2 separate regions of the Hordeum vulgare genome follow, and region 1 is linked to region 2. The links are chromatin contacts, called in public Hi-C maps. All regions are on one chromosome and are shown on one strand. The core of a region is the stretch at or near the end of the contact, and the rest is flanking DNA. Distances in the headings are between cores, read along the strand shown.

Evidence for each region. Hi-C and Micro-C count contacts between places; a contact is called where the count stands out from the background.
Region 1: a contact with region 2 is called in a Hi-C map of seedling, with 4 times the contacts expected there. The contact joins the promoter of LOC123426370 here to the promoter of LOC123426368 in region 2. A contact is called at or near these places in 2 of 6 Hi-C or Micro-C datasets (leaf and seedling).

What each region holds. Positions count from the first base shown.
Region 1 is chr2H:383,724,782-383,728,824 of MorexV3_pseudomolecules_assembly, reverse strand. LOC123426370 reads left to right here and starts at 2,064. Exons shown (of 5, transcript XM_045110181.1): 1 at 2,064-2,335; 2 at 3,454-3,860; 3 at 3,967-4,043. The coding sequence starts at 3,810.
Region 2 is chr2H:383,496,806-383,500,795 of MorexV3_pseudomolecules_assembly, reverse strand. LOC123426368 (U3 small nucleolar RNA-associated protein 6 homolog) reads left to right here and starts at 1,783. Exons shown (of 6, transcript XM_045110179.1): 1 at 1,783-2,369. The coding sequence starts at 1,911.

The DNA of each region.
Region 1 (4,043 bases), core at 815-3,314, 230 kb before region 2:
CCGGGGCCGACCGAGTGTCGACGGCTGAAATGATCATGTTGACTCTCTCGTGTTGGTAGAATAGTGGGATATTGAAGATCCAACTGTCCAGTGTTTGATTGTAGCCGGCGTTGTTCTCCGCGCAAGGGGTGATGAAGGAGCGCAAACGCATACAATATCTCTGTACCGATCAAAGTGGAACTTGAGGCTCCCAAAGCGAGAGACGTCGATTGAGGATCACGCGACGTTGTAAAGTGGTTGCGGCCATTGACGACGAGCTTGAAGGAGCTGAGGGTGAAGGTTTGGCCTGGTATGTAGTCACCAAGCATGAACAGAGATCCGATCTGGATTTGTTCTCCGACGCAACCTGCGGTTGGCGTGCCAGCTGATGGTACGTAGAACTGTCAGTACCCATGGTAGGGTGGCGAACACAATCAAAAAGTGACATAACGGAGTTCACATGATGGGGTACCCAAGTTCGTGCCTTTCAGAGTAGGTAATATCCTATGCCATGTTTGTGATGTGTATTCATGATGTAGTTCCTCATGCGAGGGATTACAATGAAGATGGTGTTTCTTGCTACCGAGAGTATAAACTACAAGTGTAGATGGAAATGGCTAGGACCATCCCCGCCTTATATATATATGGCATGGGCTAGGGTTTACATGAGGGCTTGCTTGATCTTGCGCCGCCGCCACCTTGGCTTGCTCACCAAGATGCTGCCTCAATCTATCCGATCCTCCGGGTTCCCTTTTTCGTGGGTTCCATCTCAGCTGCATGAGCCCTGGGGCAGGCCCACTGCCGTGCTCCCCTTTGAGAAGCCATTACGGTGTACTACACCGTCAATAGGGATTGATATGAGTGACACATTAGGAAAGGAAGTGAAAGAAAGGGTAAGAGTGGTTTGAAGACAACGAAATGATAAAAACCACTTATCTCAGTTCAATTCTTCCTTTCGTTTGTCTAATAAATAGACGAAAGGAAATATTGCTGATCAAGACCTAAAATTGCATCCTCAACCCAACAAACCTCCCAAGATTTTCTTTTGATTTGCGATATTCCAAACATTCGAACCAATCCTCGGACATTTGAGACATTTAAAGATGTTTTGGTACGCGATGATGTTGGAGTTGCCCTAACACTTGTAAATAACAAATTTAGTTTTGAGGAGAATACACAATTCAGTTGGTATTACCCATACCTGACCAAACGGGCCCGACACGGCACGACCGCTGCGTCTCCAGACCCAGACACAACCCGATTATTAAATGGATCGACGTGTTGGTCCGATTAACACGCTAGGTCGTATATTTTTAACCCATGAGCTTATTTTTAACATATTGAGTCATATATTATGTATATATATATATATATTAAAAAAATCTAAATATATATATAAAAATAAATGGACCATGTCGTGTCAGCCTGCGTGTCCAGCCTCCAGGCGTAGGCACGACCCAAGGCATGTTGTGTGCATGGCACAAATCTGTTTAAGTCGTGCCGTGGCTGGCCATGGCAGACCTGGCCAAACGGGTCGACCCGGCACGACCCGGCCCGACCCACCATAATCGTGCCAGGCACGACACGGCATGCCTTGGCCCGATTATTAGCCGGGCCGTGCCGTACCGGCCCACCGGCGCAGCCTCCCGGCCCAGGCACGACACGAAGGCTATACGGGCCGGCCCGTAGGCACGCCTGGCCCGCTAGCCTATTTTTTAGGCTATTATTGGACTGATTTTGGCTTGTTAGACTGTTTATTGGGCCTATTTTAATATATTGGGTTGTGTTTTGGGCCGATTTTGGTCTATATTAGGTTTTTTTTATCCTATATTTATATAAAAAATAAACGTGCCGTCCCGCGTGCCCAGCCCTCAGGCCCAGGCACGGCCCGAGGCGTGCCGCGTGCCTGGCACGACCCGTTTAAATCGTGTCGGGCTGGGCCCATGACGTGCCGGCATGGCGGGCCGGCCTGTTTAGCCCGGCCCGTTTGGCCAGGTATAGGCCATGGCGGGCCGTGCGGACCGGCTCGCGGCCGGCCTGTCCGTTTGGCCAGCTATAATATTACCTTATCGTAGTGTAAAGTTATCAAATCCCCTTATAAAAATCCAGAAAAGAAGAGGATGGAATCAAACTTGAACACCTTACCCTCCGCACGTTAGCAATTGCGATTGCGGCGCACCACACGACCACAACAACCCCTCTTCCTCCTCCCTCATCTCTCTCTTCGCGCTAACCAATCCGAGTACAACTCGCCGTACGCGCACGCCCACATAGGCAGATCCAATCCAACTGTACAAAAAGCACCGCCGTCCGCCGCTCACGTGGAAGAGGGAGCGAGAGCAGCCGAGAGGAGAAGGTAACACTGGCTTCTTCTTCTTCATCTTCTTCTTCTTCTTCTTCGTTATCGTCTCCTTCCTTTAGTTAGATTCTAGTGGATTCATGTTGTTAGATTTGGTTTTACTGTTTCATGATCTCTGCTCGACCATACATGCTAGATAGATTCGGGCTGTTTCTCGGTTCGTCAGGCCGGGCCCCGTTCTTGATTTCAGCTGCCGATTCCCGTTCTTTGATTTGGTTTCCTCCAAGCAAGAACACTGGGATGGTCCATATCGAATTGGATTCGACACGAATCTATGGCCTGGCTACTCGAATCTAATCGCGTTGTAGTGGAAGCTAGCTGTACGGTGGCTTAATGGGTAGAATCGCGACTTTGTTTTGATTCTTTCTCTTTGATTTAATCCCAGATATTTTAAAATAGCTGCACTGAGCATAATACTACTACTCCTTCCCACCATCGTTACCAGATTTTTCATATTGAAAAGGCTCATTAATAATTATTATAGCAGTGCAAAAGTTGTATCTTTCGGCTGTAAAATACAGTGAAAGGACATTGACGTGTCAGCTTCTGTCTCGTGCAAGTCGTGACATGCGAACGGGAAAACAGGAAAAAGTGCCCTTCGCTTGCTTCCCCCGCTCACGGGAGGAGAGAAAGTGTGGTGTGGAGGGACTTCTGGGGTTGAGGTGCAGGATCTCTCAAATCACAATAATTGTGATCGGAATCAGTGACATCAAGAACCCTTTCTGTTTGGATCTTGTCCTTTTTGTTGCAACTTGCAAGGTACTGTAGTATATATTGGCGATAATTGTGGACTCTACCAACTCAGGTTTGCTTGGACTTGTTATAGTCTCAGTCGAATAGCAGTGGCATGCATATGCTTTGTTCTTGCATGGAACTGAACATTTTGTACTCGGTGATGATTAAGTTTATCATTAGTTCAAGAAATGGTTCTCCTTAGTGCTACCTCTGTTCACTAATGCTGAACGTTTTCGCTTGCAAGACACTCTTATATTGTGGGACGGAGGGAGTGTATGTTTAAGATGCTAAAACCATACGTAGTGGAACATTTCAAGTCAACATTTCACATGTTAGGTATGATGCGTGCCAGATTGCTCACACTCTTCTTGTTTCTGCAGGATTTCCACGACTACATGCAACCTCCTGGAATAGTCTAGTTCCTAAATCCTTCTTCCATTCTGGCAGATATCAAGAGATCATTCAGGTCTCGCACCTCTGAGTGGGTGTGGATTTGCAACAATTCTGCATTCAACGTATCACTGCCTTTGGGAGTAATCCCATCATACATCTGGAGATTACGGCGTGCACTGGAGGGGCTTTTTGTTGATTATGGTTAATTGAGGACAGTAGCTGAGATGTAACAATTTTTTTTGAGCTGAGCTCTCTTCCAAGACAGGCCTGTGATTTAGCAATGTGATTGAATCGACTCTGTTTTTGGATCTGGTGTTAGCTCAGTTGGCACTAGAGTTGACTTATGGTTAGGTTTTTCTGCTTTTCATCCTCTACTACACAACAGAAAACAAAGGTATGGAAAATACCTGATGCATTTTGAATGGTTTCCAATTGTATTCTTTGTTTGAGCTGTCAACTAATAGTTACCCAAATATCTTTGTTCCCCTTTTGTACTTTAGGGGTGCTTTCTGCTAGAAGATAAGACCATGCTCACTCTTTCAAAGAAAGATTCTCAGGAACAAACAGTGAAGTTCAC
Region 2 (3,990 bases), core at 534-3,033:
GGTGATGATGCTACCCAAAAGAGAATGCACTTTGTTTGCCTGGTGGAAAATGTGTGTACCAAAGAAAGAAGGTGGAATGAGGTTCAGAGATATACACAATTTCAATCTTGCTCTATTGGCCAAACAAGCTTGGCGCTTGATAGATAATCCCAAGTCTCTTTGTGCCACAATACTTCGTGCGAAATACTTTCTTGATGGCGACTTGCTTAATGCCACTTTGAAGAAGAAGGAGTCCTATACATGACAAAGCATTATGGAAGGAGTGAATACACTAAAGCTAGGATATGTTTGGCGAGTTGGAGATCGACAAAATATTAATATTTGGTTTGATGCATGGATACCATAGTCCCATCTAGATTGTCGGTGGGTGGGAGGGGCAATCAATTGCTCTCTAAGGTGGCTGATTTGATATCTGATTTGATATTCGACCACAGGTTAATGGATTATACAACTAGTTGAGCAGATTTTTTGGCCGGTGGATGTGATTTGTATCCTCTTTATCCCGCTACCATCATATGATATGACAGATTTTGTTGCTTGGAACCTCACAAAAACTGGAGCCTTTTCGGTTAGGTCGGCTTACTATGCAGTATGGAATGATAAATATTTATCAAGGGCTGCAACATATCGTCCTAGTCCGTGAATATAAACCCAATTTGGGATGTTGTGTGGAAACTGGGTTACCCTGCCAAGGTGGATTTTTTCCTTTGGAGAGCTCTTCATGGTACCCTGCCATGCCGTTGTAACCCTAGCTGATAGACATATGAAGGTAAGTACAAAATGCCCAGCCTGCGAGTTGTCTGAGAGCGTTAAACATATGCTTTTCCAATGTCAGAAAACTAGACAGGTTTGGTTGGGTTTGGGATTTGAAGATGCTATTGAGCATGCTTGTAAAGTGGATCATGTGGGCGAGGCGATGCTTGAATATCTCCTTTGTCTTCATGCAGACGAAACACGTGTCCTTGGGCAAGTTAGATCAGACCATCTCATGGCTGTTGCGGTCTGGTACTTATGGTGGGAAAGAACAAAGTTGGTACACGACGAGCAAACGCAGCAACCTACAAATAATCTCTGCTATCCGAGCTGTGACATACAACTTTTCAGCAGCCTATAAGCCTAAGGCAAAGGTGAAAAGGATCATATGGACTCGCCCTAGTGCTGGCTTTGTAAAACTTAACGTGGATGTTGCTTATGATAGTGATTCACTCCGAGCCATTGTGGGTGCTGTATTACGTGACAGTTCCGGAAAGTTCTTGGCGGCAGGGAACAATAATCTAGGGGTTTGTGTGGATGTTCTCATGGTTGAAGCTACTGCTCTTCGCTTTGGTCTGAATCTTGCCCAGTCATTCGAATGCTCTAGGTTAATCATCAATTCTGATGTAATCGCCGCAATGCAAGATGGTGGTACTTTCTCGGGATTGTGTGCTGCTATTTTCGACGATTGTTATCATATGGCTCGATCTATCACAAATCCACTACAAACAATGTCATAAAGAAGAAAATTATGTAGCACATGAATTGGCGAGGATTGCTAGGTTTTATCCACGTGGTACCTGGTTTGATGAGGCACCTACTGCCATTGCCCCTGTGCTTGTAAATGATGCTATTTTGATTGCCACTTAATAAAGGGGTTTGCATTTTTTGTTGTTGCAAAATGGTGCGAGTAAAAATAAGAAATGGCCTCAAGTGGCTAGCCCACCAAGGGCCCGAAGTTTGACCCAACTTGCGTTGCCTCAGCCCAGCAGCCCGCTCAACAGACACCATCCCCTCTCCCACAGCGACGGCGCGACCACCCCCTCTCACTCTTTTCTCTACCATCCTCGTTGCCGTGGCGGCCCTCCCCTCCCCACCCTCCACGCCGCAACCAAAACCCTAAACCCTAGCATCAGCTCCACCGCGCCAGCGCCGAGATGGCGGACGCGGTGCAGTACCGCCTCGAGCGGATGTCCGATGAGCTCGACGACCTCGAGCGCCGGGGCCTCTTCACCCGCGCCGAGCTCGCCGAGGTCGTGCGCCGCCGCCGCGACTTCGAGTTCCGCCTCCGCCGTCACTCCCCGCGCAAGGCCGACTTCCTCGACTACATCGCCTACCTGCTCCGCGTTGACGCGCTCCGCGACCTGCGCAAGCGCGCCATCATACGCGCCACGCCCAACCCTACCCACTCCGACGAGGACAAGGACACAAACGAGGATGGCAAAAAGAGGAGGAGGAAGAAGAAGAAGTGGGCCAAGTCCATCTCCGACTTCGCGGGAGTCCTCCGCGTCCTCGACGTCTACAGGATGGCCACCGTCAGGTTCAAGGGCGACCTCGACCTCTGGTTCCGCTACCTCGAGTTCTGCCGCCAGAAGGGCCACGGCCGGATGAAGCAGGTACGCATCAAATACTTACCTGGCCACAATAGGGCATCAAATAGTTGTGTCCGCGAGGATCAAAGTTGTCAGCTTTTCTATGTAGAGCTCTTCCTGCAGCAACTAATTCGTGGGAAATTGTAGTATTTAGGACTGCAGCGTGGGCACATACAGTGAGGGGTTATGATTGGGTTTCGTCATGCTTGTTTTTCATCGCTGCTGAGTTGCCCTTGTTCTTGACTTGAAAAGTTAAGGTATTAAGTAGCGGGCTAAATAGTTTAGCGGCGGCCTTCCCAGAAGCTATAATAGCTACAGCGAGCTAGAGGAACCTAAACTATCTAGCGGTTTGTAGAAAAAAACATGTCATATATGGTCTAGAAATCAGGAATTTCACCACATTTAGATGAAACAAGGAGGACGAGACAGAGTCGAAGACGAAGGGGAGAAGCAAGTCCCGCTGCCGAAGATTGAAGTCGCCGCCTTCGCTTCCTCTGATCTGATTCGCCGCCGCTGCCAAGAACTGATGTTGGGTTTGTCCTACCGCTAGAGGTGAGCGAGTAAGTGTGTGTGTTTGTGTGTGTGTGTGTTGGGGGGGGGGGGATGCATGATTTTGTACCATCCTGGGTCGGCGGATTTTGGTCTTCCGCCATCTCCACGCCTATTCCTCCCTGCACCGCCTCGTATGCCATGCGCCCTTCTGCACTTGACTCAGCCTAGCTCGCTGGAAACGGCATATTCGAGCGTTCCTAGTTTGGGCTGCTTTAAGGTTCGTGAGAGTGCAAGCCTGTGTATGGTATCAAACGCGTTTTTCTTGCACCCAGTGGGCCAAATGCCTCCCCAATAGATGGATCTAAGCTGCTAAAAACAACGAACACACTCTTACAACCGGGACCCACTCGTCCAATCCGTCCACGATGCACCAGAGAGCTACATTTCTAGGGAGCTTAGTATATTTAGAGATGTAAATTTGTAAACTCATAAATATTTGTCATGGTGTCAGTGAAGGCCAGAGTCCTATGTGGGCACTCACTGCTAGTTGCAGCCTCAGGTGTAGCAGCCGCAGTATGCAGCCTCCTCAGACCCACAGTCTTTTGGGTGCAGAAGAGAGGGGAATGGTTAGTCTAGTCTTTCTAATCATTGGTGCTGGTTTATCGATTGTGTTTTGGGCCGCTGCATGATGGAAACTGGCGCGGGCTTCTTTTCTAGCATTCTGACTGGCAAATTTGGAATAGCGGCGCTAAGCTCCTCCAACTGCTATGGTATTTAGCAGAGGTTAGCCGTGCTTCAGTGGGCGTAGCTGCAGTAGCAGTAGAAACCGCATCGCTGTAGCGGGAGCTCGTCTAAAATGTTATACAGGTGCTATAGCCCGCTATTTTTCCATGCTTGAAACTATGCGATTTTGGGATGAGCACAAACATTTGTTTATGTTTGGGAACTTTGGAAAGTTGAGATGGCTTTCTGAGCACTTTGTATTTGTGAGCCTAGAAATTTAATGCCAATGTAGGATGTGCATTGTAATTTTGGGTGAATATTTATGCCAGGTAAATTGCCTTATGCGTCCAATTGCTATAAATTAGACCGGGAAATCCAACTGCTAGTTCCAGACGTGCATGAAATTTATTAAGGCGCCAGTTCAGTTCTG